Regions from separate parts of the Mus musculus genome. Here regions 2 and 3 are each linked to region 1. A link is a contact called in public HiChIP or PLAC-seq data. All regions are on one chromosome and are shown on one strand. Each heading gives the region's core, a stretch centred on a gene start, on an enhancer-like site or on the middle of the called end of the contact. The rest is flanking DNA. Distances are from core to core; before and after follow the strand shown.

Region 1 (2,927 bases), core at 319-2,818:
ACTTCCTGCTTAAAAATGTTTGAAAAGTTCTTAGTTGTTTGCAAGATAAAGTCAGTCACTAACTATGGCTCCCAGGGCATCTTGCGTCTACATTAGCTTCTTGTCTCATTATCTAGGAATGTACAGCTGACCACGGGCCTCTATGAATATCTCATTTCTCTTAAAACTAACTGTTCTCTTACTTTCCCTGTTGCCTTAGAAAGACTGGCATTTAGAAGCTATGTGATCTTGGGATATTACTTCTGAAACTTTGTTTCCTAATAATCGTAATTTATCACTGGGCAGGGTAAAGGTTTAATATTTTGTATATAAAGCCTGCTGACCACATCTTCAGCCTCCTCTCCTATGCCTTAGACTCCTACGTACAATTGTCATGTGAGCGACATATATCTATATCTAATCTATATATATATAAACTCTGTCTACTTTATCAGCAATTTTGATGCGTACAACAATATTGTTGGGTAGTACAGGCGATGGGAATAATGGATTTCTGCTCATTTTTAGACTAGCTTGCTTTAATGGGAAGTAACCAGATCTGATTAAAAAATTCCAACTTCCAGTTTTTGACCGTTTGATCTTCTGTTTTAGATTATTCTCTGTGCTATCCAGAAGCCTTGAGAATGGAACTATTCCTATCCCAGGACTTTCAAGTATACAGAGATAAGATAGCAACTTGTTTCCAGACCCCACCCTGGCTCTGCTCTGGATGAAGGACTAGTGGGGATTGCCTATCGTTCTCATGAGTTTAGACTTTGGAGGTTCCCTCTGTCTTTGCACAATCTTGAACTTTCCCTGAACCCAGGTTCCAGGGACAAGCTGGAGCCTTTTGATGGAGGCCTCTGGGTACAGAAGTAGCTTGAGAAACAGAGACGAATGGAGTCTGACAAGCGAGTAATTTGGCACCAGTTATCGTTTTTCATCATGGTAGAGAGGTTCAGTCTCCACCTAGCATCTTGTAGCCTGGCCTGTGACGATGGGTAATGGCATGTTCTTACCTTTCAGGGTGTGGTGGGAAATACTAGAAAACGAGTTTGGTACCAGTGGGGTGGCTTATCCTAGAGTGCGCCCCACAGGACTGTATCAGGACAGCCTCTGGCTAGACCATCCAGGGACCTGGGTGAGCCAGGTCGCCTGCTGTGGGTGGTTATTTGAATGTACTTTAAAGGCTTAGTTGCTCTGACCTCTGTTAAGTAGTTTGGCAGTCATATATCAAAAGAGTCCTTAACAATTAAGCTAAGAATCAGGCAGGAGGCACATGCCTTTAATCGTAGCATTTGGGAGAGCGAGTTCCACCACAGCAGGAGAAACCCTGTCTCAAAAAAACCCCAAACCAAACCAAACCAAGAAAAACAAACCAAACCAAACCAAACCAAACCAAACCAAACCAAACCAAACCAAACCAAACCAAACCAAAACAGAAAAATCAAGCTAAGAAGTAGCTGCCCCATACTAGGGTCTGTGTTAAGTTTGTCAAATACCAAGGTGAATCATGGTCCAGCAGAAACTCACATCTAGTGTGGATTATAAGATGTACAGACAAACAGCTGAATCACTGCAGAAAGCCACATTGACTCACACACATGACATCATGTGCAGGAAGTTCGGAGGAGGGAGACACACTCATGACTGACTCAGCACCTGAGGCAAAGTTTTGGAGAGAACATCTGAACGAAGCTTGATAGGATTAGAGGTGCAGGAGGGATAGCTTGGGGGCTGTTAGGAGGAATGCCAAAGTGTATGCAGAACTTCTGGAAGTTTTGTTTCATAGACATCAGGAAGGTGGACTAGGGTAGATCTTTACCTGTGTAAGGAGTTTAAACTGGATTCTTTGTGTCTGTGGTGAATGTGTTATGCATTTGTGTGTGTTTGTGTGTGTGCATGCTTGTGCATGTGTGTGCATGTGTGGGTTTGTGTGTGCATGTACATGTTTGTGTGGGTGCTTTCATGTGTGTGTGTGTGTGTGTGTGAGAGAGAGAGAGAGAGAAAGAGAGAGAGAGAGAGAGAGAGAGAGAGAGAGAGAGAGAGAGAGAGAGAGAGAGAGAGAAACTATGGAGTTTGAGAAAGCAAGAATCTCTCATTTAGATTTAAATCTCTTATTTAGTCTGGAGCTCACTAAATAAGCTAAGCTAGTTGTCCAACAAGCCCCAGGGACCTGCCTGTCTCTTCCCCGAAGCATTAGGAGTACAAGCACAGCCCACAAGCCTTGCTTTTCCACATAGGTTCTGGAGACCAAACTCAAGTCTTCAAGAGAGCTGTTTCCAAGTCCTGGACTTGAGATCAGCAACCTGAGTGGATGGGTGTCCTAGAGAGGGTTAGTTATAGGATGGGTGAGGGAAGGGCAGGATGCTCAGCATCCATTAGTACTGTTGAATCAGGATGATCAGTGAGAAGGAACCCTAGAGAAATGTCTTGGAGTAAAATTAATAAGCTGATTATTAAAAGGATCAAAAGGCAGAACTTAATGAAGTGCATGAAGTTCCCAAGCCTGGGTGCTAGGTAGACTGAGGACACACTTGGGAAGAACAGGGGCAAATCATATTTGGAAGGAGAAGCTCCATTCTGGACAGACGTTTGAAGAACATAATGTTTGGGTAGAAGTTCAGAGTTGGCCTGCGGGAGGAAATGGCTGTGAGGGAGAGTCCACAGGCTCCTTAGACTGGGTTGAGAAAAAGTAGTGCACTTTGGTAAGACTTCAGAGGGGGAAGGCAAGTAAGTGAGTTGGTTGCAGAGAATTAGTAAGAGGCAACAGTGACTTAGTGATTGGGACCCGATAGACCAGTTTAATTTCTGGTTCTGCCATTTCCTTTTTATGTGTGGCCTTGAACAAGTTACTTAACTTTGAAAAAACCTGTTTTCTCATCTGTAAGATGGGGGAAAACACTTTGTTCCAAGGGAGTTGTGAATGTTGAATTAGATGCTATTTG
Region 2 (2,927 bases), core at 172-2,671, 850 kb after region 1:
CTATGCTCTAAGTCCTTACCTATAACTAGGATCTGATCTTAGACTGGTGATGAGTATATGAATTAAAACATTGAAAGAACATGAAACAGCCAGGTGGTGATGGTGCATACCTTTAATTCCAGCACAGGAGGCAGGGGCAGGCAGATCTCTATGAGTTCAAGGCCAGCCTAGTCTAGAGAGCAAGTTCTAGGGCAGCCAAGGCTACACAAAGAAACCCTGTCTCAAATATCAAAACAAAACAAAAAGTACATAAAACAGCCCCTGGCTCCTACAGTGCACTCTATAAACAGTATTATTATCTTTATTTGCTGAGTCCTACATTGCCTGTATTTTTCTCTCAACCAACATATATTATAATCATAACTGTATATAAATATATAATAAATTATAATTTGACACAGCAATTAACAGAAAAAAATCTGTATGTTTCAAGAACAGTAGACTCGTCAGCATATAGAGCCTAAGTTAAATCCTAGTCTTTAATTAAACACGAATATGTTTAATTATTCTTCCCATTGTCTTATTTTTGAGTTTTTTTTCCAATTTACAAAGACACAAACCAGGTATGTGAAGTTCACATTGGGGACATATATAAAAATATATAATAAACAAAATCTTATTCCAAAATTATACTGAAGCTTGATGACTGCCATCAGTCCTGATAACTACTATTAAGGGTTAGGCTTCGCGGGGCATGGTGGCACATGCTTTTTAATCCCTACACACAGGACCTCAAGCCTGGCCATGCCCTTTTGGAAAAGAGGGAGAACGGGGATAGATGGCTTAAACACCCAAATGTTGCCAGCCCACCCAACAGAGATGAGTTGGTAACGCTGAGGTAAACCTCAGAAAAAGAAGAGTTCTAAGGATTTTCCCTTTCGTCCTGCTGGGCCACCTGGGAGGCCAAACATCAGGCGTGCCCTTGGCCTGGCCTAACCCCCCGGCTGGTAAAGGTTTATGCACGCCGAGTAAGGTGAGTTTTTTCTTCCCGCTTCCAAGCACTGAGTGACCGGGCCACCATCAGCCTAGGCTGGCGAGCTCAGGATCCATAGCTGTCTCAGCAGTCCTTGCAGAGCGACAGAGCTGAGGGAAATGCCGACTGGGCCGCCATCTGTCTGTCAGCATCAGCCACGTGGAACTGGAGGAGCCCCGGAATCTGCTCTCTAAACCCGCGCCAGGCCCACGGCGTGCCGGGGAATTCAGAAAACAATGGCTTCGCCCGCCAGCCCGGAGCCCAGAGCCGGCTAGGCGGCTCCCAGGTCACACCGCGCCTCAACCAAACTTGGGCTCTTAGTCCCGCCTCGCTGCTCAGCGCGGATTGGCGGTAGGGATGAGCTCTGTCGCTGATTGGACAGCGGCGAAGTCGCTCCTGCAGACCATCGCGTCTGGCCGCAGTGGAGCTCTAAGAGTCCCTGAATTCAGACTTCAGGCCGCGCCGTCCGAGAGTCGGGGCCCTTTGAGGTGGCTTAGGCGGTATCCCTGAGTTGACAGCATCACCCCGTCCCGCGTCCTCCTCTCCTCTGTTTTGTTTTTCATCTCTCCCTCCTCCCTCCAGTCCCCGACGACTGGCCCTAGACCCTCGCTGAAGGTGAGCTGAGCCACCGGCGAGTGGGCCGCTCCGAAATGGCCGCTGCCTTGAGCTGTCTAAAATGGCGGTCTCGTGCTCGGCTGGGGACCGCGACGCGGCTCTGCAGCCCAGCCGCAGCCGAGACGGTAGGGCGATGGAGATGGAGTGGAAAGGTGTTGGGTGTGTTGACACGACTTCATGTCGATGGCACAGTCGACATTCCTGGGGCGAGAGGAATCCTGTGTCACCCACTGGTAGGCTAGGGCAAGAAGCATGCCTCCGGGGGCGTGGTGCTCTGCGAGCAGTGCACGCCTGGCCCGGAGGGATGGCTGTCACTGGCCGCAGGGCGAAGTGACCGCGTTGAAATACTTCTAGGTCCTAGTGGAGCTGCCCGGCCCCTTCTGCTTCTTAACCTTTGCGATTGGCCTGCGCTCCCGTTCACACCTAGGGCCGCCTGGCAGCAAAAGGCCCCTAAGGGGAGACCCTAGTGTTCCCTGAAAGGAACTGGAAACTTAGGAGGGCAGATGCTTTGTCCCCAAGAGCTGCTGGGATGTACCTCAGAAGAGAAAGGAATACGGGGCCCTTTTAAGAAAACAAAGCTACTTTTTTTTGTGCCCACTTGACAACGAGGTGGGGAAACTTCATTTTATGGTGAACCAGTGGCTCCGAGAAGCTCTCTGTTTTGCTAAATTTAAATCGAGGCTGGAAGGAGAGTCCACTGCTAAGGAATAGGTTTTCTAACTACTGCCTAGTTTAAGATTGCTGCCTTCGCCTGTTACAACACGCTGGCAATCTGTTTGTACACACACACCAACCTCTAGTACCAAATGCTCGTTATGCTTGATGAAGTAGAAAACTCCCAAGTACTGTCGAGGCACGTGGGCTGCACAGTCAGTTTGGGAACTCTGTTCATTCTTCACTGACTAAATGTGTTAACCTAGCAGGTGCCAACTTCCCTGTATCTTTCTCTAAAATGCAGTCGTTGATAATCTCAGGTTCTTGACAATTAGATGAATTAACCTTTATGAGGAATTGGGCACAGATACTAACAGGCCACAGAAAATAAGAGAGTTACTCAGTAAGCATTAATTGTTAGATCGGGGACAGACTGGTTATAGTAACAGCATATGTCATGTAACACTTGCATATCTGATTCCACTTTAGATTGAGTTTTTAGTTTTAGAGATATTGAAATGGGGCTGTATTTAAAAAAAAAAAAAAAACTCAGTTGGTTTTTATTCCCACCACCACCACCCACGAATGTTTCTATGTCAGTGGGTAAAAAAGCATTTCAAAGCAAGGAAATTACCAGAACAGTAAGTGGAATGGAAAATATTAGCATATTTACTTTACTACATAC
Region 3 (2,927 bases), core at 244-2,743, 820 kb after region 1:
CAGACACGGCTGAGTAACTGTGAAGAATTCGGAGAAACAGATGGGAGTGGAGGTGGAGAAGATAAACTAGGGAGAAGTACCCCTCCCAGGAATGGCACACGTTTCCAAAACATTTATAAAACAGACCTAACCCACTGTCAGGACAAGCCTGGGGAATGAAGGTCAAGGGTCATACTCCGGGGCTACAAAGAAGGCCTTGCCCAAGGGAGGCCGAGAGCTGAGAAAGAAGCTTTCAGAGGTGAACTGCCTTGCCCCAAATGCCACAGTTACTAAGGAGCAGGGTGGGGACTTGAGATCTCACTCTCTCAACTCCTGGCGCTCACTTCCTAGCCAAGGATGACTTAAAACAGAATGAACCTGAAAAAGCCAAAAATAATTCTGTATTGCATTAAAGAAAGAACAAGTCCCTGTTGTATATGGGCATACAAATACGTATAATTTGAGGGTGTATTTTAAACCTGACAGCATCCTCCACCCCACCCCCACCCCTGAAGAGAAAAGAGGGTAAGAGCAAAATGTGGGGTGAGAAGCCATCTGACTCACCGGTGAGGTGGGGGGAAGAAGCTGTAAGCAAACACGATGAGTTTATTTCCAGCCCACATCTCCCTCCGCCAGCCCTGGCAGCCAGCCCACCCGTGTGTTGCCGGGGCCTCCATTGGAGACGTGGCCAGAGTCCTATTTTAGGAGGACAGAAGTAACCTAAATCATGTGGCTGCTAAGCTGGAATTTAAAGAACACACACCAAGAGAGGTAGGGGGAGGGAGGGAGAGAGGAAGAGAGAAATGGAGACAGAAACAGAAAGAGACAGACACAGAGAAAGAGACAGAAAGACAGAGAGGGAGGATAGAGGAGGAGAAGAGAGAGGGAGGGAGGGAGGGAGGGAGGGAGGGAGGGAGGGAGGGAGGGAGAAAAGATATATGATACTGGACACCACAATGTGCTAGCAGTTGGCCATCTGACGTGTTCCAATCTTGTCTAACCCAGGGAAGCCTTAATATAGTCCCTTTGTCCTGTCCGTTACGGGAACAGCCAGCAAAACTGCCTGCAAGAGAAAGCACATGGTCTCAGAGGTGAGCCAGGGACAGCCTCTGAGGTGCCAAGGATTTTTCTGAGCAAACATTGATGGACAGGTCTGTGTGTGCTGGAGAAACCCGTTCCCCTGGCTCCTTGCGGAATTCAGCCCCAGGGGAAGTGAGCTAATGACTGGGGTGGTTCACCTTCAGCCCAGATGCATCATAAAACCAACTTGTAAAGCCTGGTTCTGAATACTTTTGCTCACCCAGATGGAGTTCTGTGGGGCTCTGTGGCTTTCATATTGGAGGGTCCAGGGGCAGTTCTTCCTTTCTCTGGCCTAAAACCAGGGCCGGTGTCCTGAGCCTGTCAGCTAACCCAGGCTGTGGTCAAATCTGCTGACAGCAGCCACGGTCTGCCTGCAGTGTGTGCCCCACATCTGGGACTTGTGATTCACCAGCCAGTCTCTTCCCCCAAACCTAGTTTTTCATTCAGGCCTGAGCACGCAGGACTCACAGAGCCTGGGCTCCAGTGCCTAGACTTGTCTCTCTACCTAAGCACCCAATAGGGTTTATCCTTATCTCTAAACAGCCTTCCCCTCCCCTTGGGCTCAGCCTGATTCACCAGGGGAATTTCTGTCTTGATTTCTCATTCTGAGCCCAAGCTAGGGTGAGAGATTTCTGAATGGTCTTCTGTATACTGTTGGTGTCTGTGAGGACCCTTAAATTCAGGGGAACCTTTACCCCCACTCCCTACCCCGAACCCTTATTTCCACTGCTCTCCTCCCTCAGCTTGCCCAGGAGGACCCCAAGCAGCACCTGTTCTAGCCAATTCCTGGATTCCCTGTTTCTGCTCTCACCTCCTGGGCTCTTAATCCCTTGTCACAGCTGCTTCTGGCCCTTTGGTGACTCTTAAACTTCTCTTTTTAAACGACTGTCTTATCACGTGTTTCTGGCTCGATCTGTTTTGGACACAACAGTTTCCCTGTGGGCTGCGGTGAGGATTCTGTAAGTCAGCCAGCCTCTGGGTAGCTTGTAGATAGCTTCCAGTGTCCCTGAGTGTCTCACCGGGCCTTTTGGTTCTCACAATAGGGTTTTCCCTGGCCCTGCCTCCAAGGTAGCTTTAATCTCTAGAGCCCCTCCCTCACCTGAGGCAGCTACATTTTAGGCTCATCTCTTGACTTGCTGAGACCATTTTTCAAAAAACAAAAACAAAACAAAACAAAATTTGGCAATGCTTTTTATCAACAGGAAAGGAAGGGTCATCCCATATTTATTTCAATTTTTTTGGTTGCTAATATTTATTAGATTATTCACCCATCAACAGGAGTTGGACATTATCAAAATTCGTCTCAATTTCTGCTCATCTCAAAGATTCCTAGCCAAGCATCTATAACTGGTCAAAAAATAAGCCAAGTTATAATAGATTGGAGAATCCTCTCCATAAGCCAGTGTATAATATTAATATACATGGAGTACCCAGGGGACCAGAAGGTGCCTAAAGGTGCCTCTGACATGAACACACACCTGTCATAGTATGTCATAACATAGGCAGGACTCTGCATGCCTCCTTTGACTTAATGCTAAATCATAAACAGTTGCCATGTCACTACATAGAATAGTCTTTGGGGTGTGTGTGTGTGTGTGTGTGTGTGTGTGTGTGTGTGTGCAGATATGTGTGTGTGTGTTCATATTTTATATGCTTGTCTTTGTGTGTGCGAGTATGTGTGTGTCCAGGTGTATGTGGACGTTCATGGACAACCTCAGGTAGGTAACATCCTTGGGAGCTTCTTATCTTGGTTTAGTGTCATTCTTTAGAGACAGAGTCTCTTCTCTTAGGGCTCACCAATCAGGCCAGCAAACTCCAGAGCTCTCCCTGTCCCTACCTCCCACTACTGGATGCATACTACTGTATCT

What was found. HiChIP or PLAC-seq counts read pairs in DNA pulled down with a chosen protein or histone mark.
Region 2: an H3K4me3 HiChIP or PLAC-seq map of bone marrow-derived macrophages shows a contact between it and region 1, with 6 times the contacts expected there. The contact joins the promoter of 1700012D14Rik here to the enhancer-like site in region 1. A contact is called at or near these places in 1 of 39 promoter capture datasets (hippocampal neurons), 6 of 115 datasets of contacts at active chromatin or transcription factors (astrocytes, bone marrow-derived macrophages, embryonic basal ganglia and 3 more) and 1 of 9 other capture datasets (adipose tissue).
Region 3: a contact with region 1 is called in a CTCF HiChIP or PLAC-seq map of the NIH/3T3 cell line, with 6 read pairs. The contact joins two enhancer-like sites. A contact is called at or near these places in 1 of 15 datasets of contacts at CTCF or cohesin (the NIH/3T3 cell line) and 1 of 115 datasets of contacts at active chromatin or transcription factors (embryonic fibroblasts).

Annotation. Positions count from the first base shown.
Region 1 is chr7:111,975,247-111,978,173 of GRCm38.p6, reverse strand. No RefSeq gene overlaps it. Among named protein-coding and RNA genes, the nearest start is that of Gm33204, 33 kb to the left of the region's middle. Within about 2 kb of position 1,568, at least 51 of the 459 cell types and tissues checked have an H3K27ac peak or open chromatin away from gene starts, as enhancers often do. A contact at or near this core is called in the NIH/3T3 cell line, bone marrow-derived macrophages and embryonic fibroblasts, where this site is marked.
Region 2 is chr7:111,121,169-111,124,095 of GRCm38.p6, reverse strand. 1700012D14Rik (RIKEN cDNA 1700012D14 gene) reads left to right here and starts at 1,421. Exons shown (of 3, transcript NR_015573.2): 1 at 1,421-1,713.
Region 3 is chr7:111,155,212-111,158,138 of GRCm38.p6, reverse strand. No RefSeq gene overlaps it. Among named protein-coding and RNA genes, the nearest start is that of 1700012D14Rik, 34 kb to the right of the region's middle. Within about 2 kb of position 1,493, at least 202 of the 459 cell types and tissues checked have an H3K27ac peak or open chromatin away from gene starts, as enhancers often do. A contact at or near this core is called in the NIH/3T3 cell line and embryonic fibroblasts, where this site is marked.